Linked DNA regions of Bombyx mori: region 1 is linked to region 2. The links are chromatin contacts, called in public Hi-C maps. All regions are on one chromosome and are shown on one strand. Each heading gives the region's core, a stretch centred on a gene start, on an enhancer-like site or on the middle of the called end of the contact. The rest is flanking DNA. Distances are from core to core; before and after follow the strand shown. Region 1 holds the start of LOC101745565 (rRNA-processing protein FCF1 homolog). Region 2 holds the start of Psf (PTB-associated splicing factor).

Region 1 (7,860 bases), core at 2,540-5,039, 940 kb after region 2:
ACTGGTGTATGGCTACGCTCTCAACGCATGAAACTGCCTCCTGGAGTAGGACAACGTAAAACGAAAGCTATTGAACAAGAGCTTCGACTAATGAACATAGGTCAGTGTGATACATAAAATTAGTCATTTTTCCAGCACAACTTATAAAGGCCTTATATGTATATAAATTAGTGGACGAAATCATGGACACTACAATAATCTTAGTTAACAGACATATAATTGAGATTATTCAATGTGCACTAACAATGCATGTTCATAATGAAAGTAGAAATGAAAGTCAATTCATATTTTTACAGCACTACTTTGCCCAACTTTTTAACTTGAAAGATATAAGTTGAGGGAGATTAATTATTCCAAGAATATAAAATCTCTAAATGGGAGGTCAGATTCACGTTTGAATGTATTTATGGGCCCTGTAACCACTTACCAATGAGACTGGCCATAAGATCACCTGCCCACCTAATTTTGAATCAATTTTAAAAAGCATTGTATTGCTGCATTAAACGTAACAACTAACAAACTGTTAAATACTAGGTACTAAGCAAGAAAAATTTCTTACACATTTTTATATATTTACAGATATAGCACCAACTCCAACTGAACCTATCTGCAAACATTTCAATGAGCTCCGCTCTGATCTGGCTTTGTCCATAGATCTGAAAAATGCTTTAGCATCCTGTGAGTTTGAATTGCAAGCTTTGCGCCACCAATATGAAGCTTTAAACCCGGGAAAGGTAAAAATGTGACTTCTATATGAAATTGATAGGCTTTTAACGTAATTGCCAAATTAGTGATTGTTTTTAACTTTTTTTTTGCTTAGAATGACTAAATGTTTAACAATCTTAACAACATGGTTTCAGACCCTTACGATTCCAGCATCAATATGCAACACAAGTGTGGACAGTGACTCGAAACCAGTTGGTGAAATAATTGATGTGGTTGGTTCTCCTGGTGCAATGAATACAACCATATAGTATTGTTATTGTTACAGAGAGTAAACAATGAACTGTTTTTTTTTATATATTTTCACAAAAACTTTAAATCAGAAAAGTAAAAGAAACAGATTGGTTGTATTCTAGATAAGGACATTTTCAATGTTAGATTTAAATGTATGTACACCACTGAAACTTACTTCAGAAAAATAAATTAACATGCAATAGACAAATTGAGCTTTTATCTGACCTAAACATTCTGTTTAAATATGTTAGGCCTGGCACATTATTGTAAAGGCAGTCCATATATCGTTTTTACGTTTTGTGGTAGGAGATACTAGATACTTGCAATCCATGATGATATGTAATTACCATAGCCAATAGACATGGGCAGTGCCTTGAAATAGCAGACAGTAATAGTTTGTTACAGGCTTTTTAAATCATTTTATTGCATTGATAAGTAACCTGGCTTATACACATCACAACATGAATGCTTAAGACACACAAAGTAGACGATTAAGTTGTATTGTATGTTGGTTGTTGTACCACTCAAAGCCAAACGCTGTAATGTTGATTAAAGTCTTCTAGATAGGTAAAGTTAGAAAAAATCTCACTAGAGAACACTAACAAAGCACTGCATGTTTAATATAGATATAGGCTTAAAAATAACAATTTGAACCATTATTGAACTTACATTTAAATGCATTTGAGTTTGTGAATATGTGGCTGCTTTGCAGTAGCAGTGGACTAATATTTTAAAAATTCTATTACCATTAGAATCAATACAAAAATTTATAATATAATATTTATTAAATTAAATATCTAATGTTAAATTGCTCCTTTTGGAGCACCATATGCATCCGGCATTCGTTCTATTGTATACTTGTGTTCCGCAACATACATTATAGGCACACCTGGTATTTTTCTAATTCTTCGTTTCAAATCTTTGTCATTTGTAGCTACAATATAACATTTATGTTGTGTAACTCTTTGTACTAAACAATCATCAGCATATGTACCTTTGTGAAGACATGCTATCCTCTCAAATCGTGGGTCCTTGATAATCCTTAAAGCTACTCTATACTTTCTTCCAAGTTTTTCCAATTCTCCAAGGACACAATCAGTAATATATGGTATGCATTTAGCATAAAGACAATCCATCATATTTTGTATGATATCAAGTTTGTTCTTTATTGAGAAGTTGATGAAGTTTGTGTCAATTAGTACATGATATGGCGGTCCTAGCTGCATGTTGTATTGGAAGAATAGTGCGGAACTTGTTTGTGGGACTTCACGTATTTTAATTACATGAGGATCTACAGGTTTCTTCTTCTTTGGTTCACTCCTTTCGCTATTTTTTATCCGAGAGTCGCTGGGGTTGATCATTTTTTTCATTTTTGCAAATCTTTTCTCTACTATTTTCCTCGTTTTTCGTTGTTTGCCCTAAAATAAATCAATAATAAGGTTATGATTCTATGTGTTTGCAAATTTATGTAATAGCATTATTTTTTACTGAAAACGTCTTGGGTTCTTACCATTATAATGATTTATAAATATTTGTATTCCAAAAACCTTAACTTCTATTTTAATTGACACAAACCGATACAGTAACGATAAACCCTACGAACAGTACGATGTGCACCCAATTCTTATAAATTTTATTTGTTATTTCAAAATGCATCAATACTAAGGATTTCCGATTTTAGTATTATTATTACAATCTGCGCACATTGCAATTTACACTCTTATATCCATATTTAATACACAAATAAACCAAAAATATATCAAGATTTATGAATAACACCACGTTTTTTTGACAGTACGACATATAAAGTTTTTTTTTTTTTTTCTTCAATATGGCGATCAAACTTCATTCGGAAGCTTATTTTAGCCAGAGTCGAGTCAGCCAAAGGCGACATAGTAACTTCATCTTGAAATGTCAAGTTGCCATGATATTCCAGTGTAGAGGGATAGGAGCAGGGACTTTAGAAATAGGCGGTATAGGAGGAACTAGGGCAATATATACATATAGTAAAATATAGTAATGTAAAGAAGAAAAGATATTATAATAAAATATTATGGAAGGTTAGAAAAGAAATAAGAGCTTTAGTATATTTGAAATCAACAAAGGAAAGTATAGTGTAGGAGTCACAAGGGAGAGGAGCACGAAATTTTATAAGGAATTCATAAAGTGGTTTGGATTTGTATTTGACACATTCAAATAATGTATGTTCGATGTTTCCATTGGTATTGCAATGTTCACAAGCATCTGAGTCAACGACACCAATTCTCGATAAATGACTGGGTAAACTACAATGGCCAAATCTTAATCTCGATATGGTAGATGTTACTTTTTTTGGGAAATTAAACTTAGAAAACCAAGGTTTTAAATTAATTTCGATATGAAGACGACGATATCGTCCACCTTTTGATAAACAAGACTTTTCCCACTCGGAGTTCCAATCTACATATAAAGTTTAGGTTTAAAAAGTAATATTATTTTTATTTTTCAAACTGGAAAGGCAAATATATCATACCATACAGCCTAATCTATACTTCTATACTAATTTAATTTAATAATATTATAAAGAGGAAAGATTTGTTTGTTTGTTTGTATTGAATAGGCTCCGAAACTACTGAACCGATTAGAAAAATTATTTTACTGTGTGGAAGTTACACTATTCCCGAGTGACATAGGCTATAATCTTCTTTAAAAAAAATTAGGGATCCTTACTAAAACTCCAATAATGTAACCCAAGGTGTAAAAAAAATACTTAAAATATTCTTTACATCGCGTGCCCTGCGAAAACTATTGACGATAGAATAAAATAATGTACTACGACTTTGTAGAACACATTATTATTTACAAAAAGTGTCGCGACAGTATATTATTATGTCTAACCATTACAGTTATGTTCTTTTATTTAAAAAATAAAACAACGTCAAGTATCATTGAAATTTTTGTTGACCGGAGCGGGCCGCTAGTCTTTTAAATACTTTTTATAAGAAAAATGAAATAAAGTTGATTATTATGAAACATGGAATGAAATGAAATGAGATGAGACGTTATGAGATGAAATATTATCTCAGTAAAATGGTGGTCTTACTAAGACTTTTTCAGTGGACTTTTTGGAGGATCCCGAGAATTACGTTTAGCAGCTTTGCTACATTTTCCCACATTTGTGCACTTTCTACGTCCAGCGAATCTTTAAATTTTCCACATTAATGCACTTTCACAGATACTAATCAGTTAATAAACCCCCGTTATTACGCGCTGAAGGCTGAAGAAACACTCAATTAACAAAAGAAAATCCATTCGCAGAAATTCGCACCTAGCGTTTGTGTCAAAAAGCCCTAGAAAAATTGATACTAGTACTCTGTATGAGGGCTAGTTTTTATTTATTTATGACACTGAAGCTTTGTTCCCAAAAATTTTTTTATTAATTGCCATCGTTTTGCCATCAGTACATCGGTAGTGCAATTAGTTTTACAATAAACTGTACATCTATAACATATCTATACGTAAACTTGTTTGCCAGACTGAAACTGACCGAACCGAAACCAGAACTTTCTTTACTTTAATGTATTCTCTTACCCCCACATATCTCAAAGAACATTTCGTGTTCCTAGGTGATACGCATAATTTTTGAGATCATCGGATAGCCTGAGACTGAAAATGCCCGCGCATTCTTCATCATTCTTTAATAATTCATTCACCATCTAGGCGGTTCGATTGTGGAATGCTCTGCCGGATCAGTGAGAAGAGCTCCAACTTTACTGCTTTAAAAGAATGGTGAAGGAATATACCTGCTATATCTTTATCTTTTCCAAAATTTCTGTAAATTAAATGGTTGTCTGGAAGAGGTCGCTTTTAGCGATAAGGCCGCCTATTGTACAAATGTGTCTGCTCGTTGACAGTTTTTTTAATGTTAATTGTGTTTTGGTGTGCAATAAAGTGTATTCTTTTTCTCTCTCTCTCTCTGTAATAACTATAAGGACAATAAAAATGGGAGATTAACGTAAAAGTAGTTTTAATTATATCTACGACTCTTGAATATCGAAGAAATTTAATATTTTATAGCTTACGACTTAGCTTATCTGAATACAACAAATAATAAAAGTTAAATTAAAAGAAAGATATTAATCTAAATTGCAACATTTAATTCAAGAGAAAATCTGTGTTAATGAATAGACTATAAACTATTCTATTAGAGAACTAAGCCAACACATGATGAAGAATAATCATGAAACAAGGCTTAAAAAAGGTGCTTATTACTATAAAATTGTGAAAACGTAGAATGAGATGAAATTGAATTTTGTCTCTGTTTATTAATGGAAATTTAATGATATTTCAATGGATTTTTTAGTTTTTATTTCTGCGAATTTCTTAGCAAAAAATTCCACCAAATTCAGAATAAAGTTTTCAAGAAGTCGTTGTTCAAACAAGTTGCTTTTCTCTTTGTTACACTTTTACTGGGAGTGACGTGTTTAATTTATACTGACTAATATATAATTTGCTAACTATTATATTAATGACTAGCGGCCCGCCCTCGCTTTGCTTCGGAAACTGTAATTTATTATTGATTTGTCCACTATTTAATGGATGTTATTATACACATAAACCTTCCTCTTCAATCACTCTATCTATCATCAAAATCCGTTGCGTAGTTTTAAAGATTTAAGCATAAATAGGGACAGACAGATATAGGGGCAGAGAAAGCGACTTTGTTGTACACTATGTAGTGATTACGACTTGTCTTGTAGTAGTTGAGATCCAGAGACGGCTCACTGAATTTGACCCCATTTTGATTTTCGAATATTTTTTACCGACAAATCCGGTGCATGCGCAGTGTACTTAGGCGTGAGATGAAGGTTTGCATATTAGATATAAAATAATTAATAATTAGGAATTTAATTGTTTTTATGATCGAACAATCACCAATATTCGTCGAGCAAACGATAATTGATCAAAATTAATTAATCTGAGTGATAAAAATAAAGATATCTAGTAAAGGGGGCCAACATAGCGGTGATCATTTGTTTAATTAATTATAAATAAATAAAAGACGAACAAACAATGTTTACATTCGAACATTAACGAACAAACGACGAACAAATAAATAAATAAAATCCGAATATCAAAAAAAGAGGGGCTAAATTCACTGAGCCGTAAATGACCACCATTTTACTGAGATTATATTTCATCCCATATAATCTCATCTCATTTTATTTCATCCCAGTTGATTAATGTCCCAAATTAATTATTTTCATTTCATTTCACTCCATGTTATCATTTTTCATAAAATTAAGAAATATATTAATATGGTTATATATATAAAATATATTAATATAATAATATGGCTCTAATAAAGAAATAAAAAAAATAAAAAAAAAAAAAAAAAAGAAATATATTTAAAATAAGACATGACTTAAAGGTCTTAGTTACCAGGTCATAAATTTCCTTAAAAAAAAAACATTATTACCCTCCATTTCATAGAATATATAGAGCAGACAAGGCTGCATGGGCTTAGATCCCCTTGCCTTTCCTAACAAGGAAAAATTGTACCAAAAAAAAAACATTAATACCTACCTACATTGAAAATTCTGAAATTCGAATCTGATTCTGAAGAAACCAGAGTAGATTGCCAATTTCGAAAATGTCGCTGCATATGTCTGCCCAAGAACTCCTAAAATTAGGAGATGAAGGACGACAAAAACCTTTTCTGAACAAATATTGGCCTGAAATAATAGGAGTTACGTTCGGTATTGGCACAGGAATGTTTCTAAACTTCCAGACTAAACGGCCAGTGTTCAGCGGTTAGTAATTACATAACAATAACAAATGTGTTTTTAAATATGAATGAGGAAATAGTCAAGAAATAATCTTAAAAATTAGGCAACATTCCACTTGAATATTAATGTTCTTGCTTTTTTATTTTAAAAGGTATCCAAAAACATATAATTGCAACTGGAGGTTGGGTCAGCATTTTAAGTTATGTACAGCATAAACGGAATGAATATTTAGCAGAAAAGGATGCAGTATACAGGCATTATATAGAATTACACCCAGATGATTTCCCTGTTCCCGGTATGTATGATATTTAAAAAGATTATAATATCAGTTGTATAGTGTGCTTAAATGTTTTTGTCTTGTACTCTCATTCAAACTACTTCTGTTTTTTTACAATGTCATCGAAGTTAAAATGTCTTTTGGTAAAGCGAAATTCTCTCTGTTATGAATATCCAGTATTCCAATTGTACACAATACCATATATTTTGATAAACTAGATTTTTTTGTTTGTTTTGGATATCTCTGCAGATACAATTGAGTGAGCTATCACAAAAATGATTAGACATTGACTATAAATAAAATGTATGTTAGCATTATCATGAGGTGTATTTTGACTGTTTAAAAAGTATTTCTTGTTAACTTTTGGAGGATAGCCATAAAAGCAGCTATTCTTTAACACTCAATAAACCCTTTGACCATGATAGGTTTTATGAGCCCATAACCAATTTCTAGGTTTGCAATGTTTTATGTAACAGATACAATTTTTCCCTTCCCCATTTCATTAAAGTCAAAAATTTTGTTTTTAATTGGCATTAAATATGATTGCAATACCAATAACTAATCTTATTATTACGACAATTAAAATTACTTTTGAGATTCTCGAACTAATTCATATATTTCAAATGCTCTACATGTTTACTGGTCAAGCACAACTCTAGTGTTTTCTGTTGACATTGAATATTATGCTACTGTCTGATTTTTTATAATTGACACAATATTACAAATAGGTACAATAATTGTGTGATTAAACTATTAAAGTACTTTTCTAAAGACATCTATGGATCATGTAAACTGAAGAGACTAATGTGTATTATTGTAATAAATAATATTTAAGCAATTGTCACTTCTTGACAATAT
Region 2 (6,919 bases), core at 4,242-6,741:
ATGCGCTGCGACAGCTCCTCCTCGTGGCGCATGAGCTGCTGGCGCTCGGCCTCGCGCCGCTCGTCGGCCGCGCGCTCCGCCATCTCCCAGCTGCGCTTCTGCCGCTCGCGGTCCTGCTCGCGCTGCCGCAGCTGCTCGCGCAGCAGCTCCGTCTCGTGCTCGTACCTGCACAGGACATCCATGAGCGGAGGTACACCAGAAATATCGCTATGTTAGTCACAAATAGACAACAGACGTATAAACCTTTACAGATGGTAGGAACTCTTGTGAGTCCGCGCGGGTGGGTACCACCGCTCTGTCGGTTTCTGCCGTGAAGCAGTAATGCGTTTCGGTTTGAAGGGTGGGGCCGCTGATGTAACTATACTGAGATCTTAGAACTTATATCTCAAAGTGGGTGGCGCATTTACGTTGTAGATGTCTATGGGTTCTAGTAACCACTTAACACCAGGTGGACTCTGTGAGCTCGTCCACCAATCTAAACAAATAAAAAATAAAAACATCGTATGATAAATCGCTTACATTAATGAACTTTTCGCTCATTTTATAAAATAATCTCATAATCTCCCAGCATCAATATTCCAAACGAGATGATTTTTTTTTTTTTTTTTAAATACTGGACTTACTTGGCATACTCCATTTGTGCCTCAAGTTTTTCTTCTTCAGCAGCAAGCTCTTTCTTCAGCGCCTCTTCTTTCTGACGATGAAGTTCATGCAGTTGCTTCCATCTAGTTCCATATTCATGTTCGAAACTATTTAACTCTGAGAAACGTGGTCCAAGCTAAAATGAAAACCTATTGTTAATTTTATTTATTAAACTAAATAGTTTTCATATCATACAATAACACTTGTAAATACCTCACGAGCTTTCGTAAATTCTGGATGTTTCTTGGGAAGATTCTTTTCAGGATATCCATCGAATTCATCGGGTTCTTCAAAGCTTTCAACAATGACTGGGCGTAGGGATCTAAGTTAAGACAATGGTCAATTAATAATCATTGATTAAATCAGCACTTTAAGTTTTTTCTTGTTATTAAAAATGTTTCCTATACTCACGATGTCAAGAAGAAACATTTTTCTGTGCAGTTACGAATTGCAGATAAGGCACTTGGTTTGCGTGCAAATTCTACAACACCTTCTCCTAGAGTTTTTCCTCTTTCATCAACTTTTACATAAGCCCTCTCAATTTTTCCAAATATTTCAAATGAACGATATAATAGCTCATTTGAAACAAATGGCGGAAGGTTTTTTACACGCACTGCACTATTGTGTGGTGCAAACCTTACTCTCAGGGTTCTACTGTTCCTCAATTTTCCATCCAATTCACGTTTTGCTCTCTCTGCATTAACTCTATAATCCTACAAAAGAAGTTTAGACTACTATAAACAAAAAAGTATTGTTATCCTTCATTTTTTTTACTTTAAATGCGCACTGGATTTGCATGACCACTTCAGCCAACAGCATCACCACATAAAACTTGTCACCTACTTTAGGACATGTTAAAAACTATCACACCCCTCAAACAGATGACCACTTTGCAGGAATAGATTGGATTCAATCCAATCCATGTGGGTGCAGAAAATAACACCAGAATTACATACTAACATTTTTTTTTGCCTTTCTACTATCATTTCATTTCTATTATTATCCTTGATTGTTCATGAATATTTTTTGTTACAGGTTTAGTAAAACGGTACATGGGCAAGATGGACACGAACACTAGTATAGTTCAATCACTCACACAACAATCACAATACATGTTCAGTGGATATTCAGCCCATTAAACCAGAGACAATAAAAAATACATATATATAAAGGGGTTCTTTTTTACCATTTTAATGAATCCAAAGTTCTTTTCTTTGTTCAAGAATAATTCAGAAGCTTCTCCAAAGGGACTAAACATCTTCATAATTTCCTCTTCAGTCACATCATTTGTTAAATTGCCTATGTATAATCTGCTTCTCCCATTAAACTTCACTTCTGATTGTTCCATTGGTGGCAAGTCAAACAGAGGTCCTTGCAAATCCTTGAGTTTATTAGATAAAATAATTTCCTGCAAATAAATACATCTTTGAATATATTTTTTCTCATTTATTTAATATGCTTATACTCCTTTGGCAGGAACAAACCTCTCTTTGGGCAGGCTTCATGTTATCCTGCCCTGGGGGTCCCCGCATGTTGCTATTACGCTGTTGATTGCGAGCTGGACCAGTACCACCAGACCCAAGTGGACCACCAGAAGACTTAGAACCAAAGGGTTTGTTTCCTTGTTTGTTCCCAGGTCCACCACCATGGTTCCAGGATCCTCCTTGTTTATTAGGTCCACCGAAGTTTCCATTAATATTCTAATAAAAAAAAAAAAAAACTATTAAATAAATGACAAGTAATGCATGGCCAGAAAATCTAACATGATAAGTTCATTATTCATCAGAAATTAAGAGAGTGCAAAGCCAACCTTCACCTGCTTGTGTATCTGTAGTGATAATTTCCTTAATTTAGTAGTGACCTCCAATTTCCTAAAAAAATTTTATGCAAACAAGGGAATGGTCTTATGGAATATTATGAGTATCAATCAGTGTTTTATCTATTTACAACCTGAATACTTTATAACACTGAATGTAAGCATTCACATTATAGTTTCTATTGAGCATAGTAACTGCAAAACATACATCATTGAGTTTGTATGCTAATATTTAAAAAAATGAGTAATACAGGTTTAAACGGTGGGAGTCATTTTACAGTATAACTGAGATTGCTGCCTGCCACAAGTTCAGAGTCCAGTACTCATATATTATTATATATATATACACTACACTCAAACAAAATAAATTCATGAACACTAAAAATGTATTTTTAAAACAAAAATACCTTTTGTTGCTGCGTGTTTAGATTGTTATGTTGATTAATTTGTTGGTTCTGGTTATTTGGTTCAAATTTCGGTTTGTCAGTATTTTCTTGAGGTTCCGATTTTGCAGGAGCATTAACAGGTTTCTGCTGTTGTTGTTGTTGCATCTGTTTCTGCTGTTGTTGTGGTATTTGTTGCTGTTGTTGTGGTTGTTGTTGGCTCTGTTGTTGTTGATTGGTGGATTGTGGTACATTTGTAGTTTCCATTTTTTGCTGTGGCCTAGACGATTGCTGTTTAGGTTGGTTTTGCTGCTGCTGCTGTTGATTAGATTTCTCAGCAGGCTGATTCGATTGTGATGTTGCCTTCTAAAAATAAAGATACAGGTTTTATCTGTTCTGTGACTGTGTCACTTAATCTAAATTTTAATAAAAATTTAACTTAAATAAAAAACATGGTTTGGTAAATTGATGTTTTGAACCGGATCAAATGAGATGCCAATAAAAATAAAGTTTTATAGGTATAACACATTTAGATACTCTATTTCATTCTATTATTATTTTTATTACTTTTTTATTTTAAATACCTACTAGTTTATTTTCAAATGTAAATGCAACATTTAATGACATACAAACCTACCTACCTACATAAGTCATACCAATACATAGGTCATAAGGTCAATACAATTTACAACTGCCTTTATACTAATGAAAGTGCATACAATTCTATCTGTAATGGTGGGTAATGTTTTATCTGTAATGGTGTCTATGACGCCTAGAATAGAAACACCAATCTCTTCCTGTATAGAAAAAGGCTCAGAAAATAATGAGAATGCCGGCATATGGTGATTGCTAATCTTCATTTAGGGGAGATAGGGCTAGGAAACTTTTCAGTATCTTTTGAAGGGCAGTACAACTGTTATACAATTTCAATTGTGACATTAACATTACAGTACATGTTGGGTGGTGCCATACTTTGATGACAAGGGTTCCAAAGAACATTTAACACTTAAAAATTATTATGTAACTGGGTTTTCAGTCATTTAGCTGTTACAATGTATTAAACTTTATTTTAAAAATGTGCAGAATTATACAGTGAAAGTTAGCATTAAAGATAACAAATGCAAACCCGATATTAAAAAAGTTCAAATAAACATCACTTTTCATTAAATAAACTTAACTCTCAGATCCCTAATTTATTCTATATGTTTTTATTATCATCATGCTTTTAGTATAATTTTTGTAATGTAACAACTTGGCGTCGCTCGGTGGAGCAAGAGTTAGGTGTCTTAGGCATGACGTGAGAGGAGCTAGAACAGACTGCCCAAGACCGATAAAAATGGACGGATTTGATTCGAGCCCTACACCCCAGCAGAGGGAAATAGAAAAGAATGATGATGATGATGTATTTGAAAATTCTAAGATAAGTTATTTTAATACCATAAACTAGTGTCCCCAGAATATTATTTCAAAGTGGACATGTGGTCAAATTAAGTTTGAAAGCCTGTTTATCATTTAAAAATATTTACTTACAAATCAGTAGCTAATGAATACTGAACAAGGAATAATCCAAATTGTAATCCTGAATTCTTCACTCATATTATACCTACTATACTTTGATAGTGTGGGATTAAAATTCAGACAGGCCAATGTTATTTTTTATTGTTTGTGCATAATGATATATAAAGCCAATGGTTTTAAAAAAAACAATTTTAAAATTTGAAGTATTTATAATTGTATTGAATATTTATTTAGGTACAGTCCTTTCGACTCATTAATGAAATTTAATTTCAATTTTTAGGATATCTTTTTTAGAATAGGTATTTATCTTTTTGTAGATACCATAAATTCGTACTTGTCAAATTCTTACTATATAATTATCAATTTGTAGAGTTTGATGATTCAGCGATGTTATTCATCAATAGTAGATACCTTCATAGTTACCTACTAGAAATACAATGATGACGTTCAAACTCACTACTATGTACTAATTGTGAAATTTAGTTTGATATAATTTGGTAATGGAGAACATCAGTAATGAAGAGTTTTTATCGAAAGCCACTTTCTATTAGAATTTTTATTTATTTATTAAAAATAGACAAACATTATTCTAAGCGAAGCCGAGTTCTTAGTAAGGCAACTACAAAATGGCGGGCATGAATTACTTTATAGAAATTTCAATCAACCACAAAACACTTGAAGCTTTTAAAGAATAGTCAAAAAACCAAACATATCATTATTAAATAGAAGACTATTCCTAATTATTGCGTTTATATAAAAATAACGGTACTTTTATTACTCACCTCATTACTAGGCCGTTGACCTCCTTGTCCCTGTTGAGGTCTATTATGCTCAAATCTCGAATTACGAAATCCTCTGTTATTACCACGACGACCTCCTTGCCGTTGAGGTTGCGGTGGTCCACCAAATCCTCTTTGATTGCCGAAGTTATTCATGGCTTGCATTTGCATTCTACAACATCGTAAAAGTTAGTTGTCCGCGTACATTTATTAGCAGCATAATTAATTTTAAAATACACTAACTTAAACAAACTTACCTACGCACAAGGACTTTCTTGTTTTGATATTGTTATTTTTACGTTAATATTTATTCACGTTCAACTAATCCACGCACGAGGAAAAGCTATGGCGTCGCTGGCGTTAGTTGTACGAAAGAGCGGACAACCGTGATATCTTAAAATGTCGGACCAAGTATGTATCTAAATCCGTATCCGGCTTAGGAATGTCAATCTCATATCGATTTATCAAAATCGATAAAAGCCATGGAATCGATATCAACTAGTCGATGATCAAACTTTCATCTTTACTGTTTCGGATGAAACGCAACCATAAAAATCAAACATAAAAATATAATTATTTTAGGTAATTTTTAATTAATTCCTCTTTTTAATTGTTTTTATTGGAGTTTGAATATGTAAGTAATGGTAGGCAACACTTGTCACATGTGAAGTAACAGTTTTCGAATATTGGATCGCTTAATTATATGTATAAAGCAGATGATTGTCTTCTCTTCAGTGAGGACAATGAGTTCTCATCTAGACACGGACAGTGCAACATCTTATGCCGGCCACTCACATGCGGGCAAATATTCGTACAATGTACGAATGTTTGCGCGCATGTCAAACATTCATTCGCAAACTTAGCAGCTGTGCAAATGGGTTCGCATACTCAATTTGCGAACCCGTTTGCGCTTCCTCCTACACTTGTTTACGAATGTCTCACGAATTTCTCCTCCTTTTTAATTCGTCAATAGAACATTGAAGAGAAAAAGAGTTTTGAATTCTTTCTCAGACATCATTAACAGCCATGCTGTTTTTATGGGATTTCTTTTGATGAAGATACGCTACACAGTAGACGTCACGATCTATGAAAATGGCGATACGTCCGTTACATTCGCAATCGTCGGCGCAACAGGGCAAACGAATGTGTGGGAGACTACGCGAAGGTTCGCGGTTCGCGCGCTTTGATGTCTGTTAAAAAACCGACACAGCTTGGAAAACCACGAATGTAGCGAAAACTTTGCATAATCATTTGCAAATGTCGTCCTACACTTGCGGGTTTGCGTATTCGTGCGCATGTTAGTGACCGGTGTTAGGGTTTTATAAAAATAAAATATTGTAGTGATGTAATAGTATACAAAGTATCAGCAATATAATTATATTAACCATGAAGCAGAGTGTTTTTTAACAGCCCCTCACCTCTAGAACTGTCCCCTCAACCGTCCAACAGTTTTGTTGTTGATGAGTGGTCATTGTGAAGTCTTTCTTGTTACACTCGTTTAAATTTAAGAATTTATTTTAAATTGAACGCACGTAGGCAATCTAATAATAACGTTTTTCACCTATTATTTACAAAGTCGATAGCTTCAGATTTCGGAATTTGAATAAAGAAAAATAAATCAAAAAAGTTTTCTTTGCAACTGAAAATGATCTGTAATTGATATTATATTAGTTTAGAGGCACACTAATAGGATAATCCTTGTGTAACGTGAATTACCGTCCCGTACGTATTTGTTTTCCACACACATAAAAGTTCAAATTTTTCAATAAAAATCGATCATT

What was found. A called contact is a pair of places that touch in the nucleus more often than the background predicts.
Region 1: a contact with region 2 is called in a Hi-C map of middle silk gland, with 2.4 times the contacts expected there. The contact joins the promoter of LOC101745565 here to the promoter of Psf in region 2. A contact is called at or near these places in 2 of 7 Hi-C or Micro-C datasets (middle silk gland and posterior silk gland).

The regions. Positions count from the first base shown.
Region 1 is chr12:12,458,066-12,465,925 of ASM3026992v2, forward strand. LOC101745565 (rRNA-processing protein FCF1 homolog) reads right to left here and starts at 3,790. Exons shown (of 2, transcript XM_062671568.1): 1 at 3,667-3,790; 2 at 1,724-2,375. The coding sequence starts at 2,327. The coding sequence ends at 1,761. LOC101745231 (DNA methyltransferase 1-associated protein 1) reads left to right here. Exons shown (of 8, transcript XM_004926497.5): 6 at 1-100; 7 at 580-734; 8 at 861-1,165. The coding sequence ends at 974. It overlaps LOC101745713 (NADH dehydrogenase [ubiquinone] 1 subunit C2), which reads left to right and starts at 6,420. Exons shown (of 3, transcript XM_038014355.2): 1 at 6,420-6,749; 2 at 6,877-7,020. The coding sequence starts at 6,590.
Region 2 is chr12:11,517,514-11,524,432 of ASM3026992v2, forward strand. It overlaps Psf (PTB-associated splicing factor), which reads right to left and starts at 5,492. Exons shown (of 11, transcript NM_001043943.2): 1 at 5,396-5,492; 2 at 5,142-5,310; 3 at 2,866-3,207; 4 at 2,127-2,342; 5 at 1,829-2,050; 6 at 1,054-1,355; 7 at 856-964; 8 at 624-778; 9 at 1-165. The coding sequence starts at 5,309.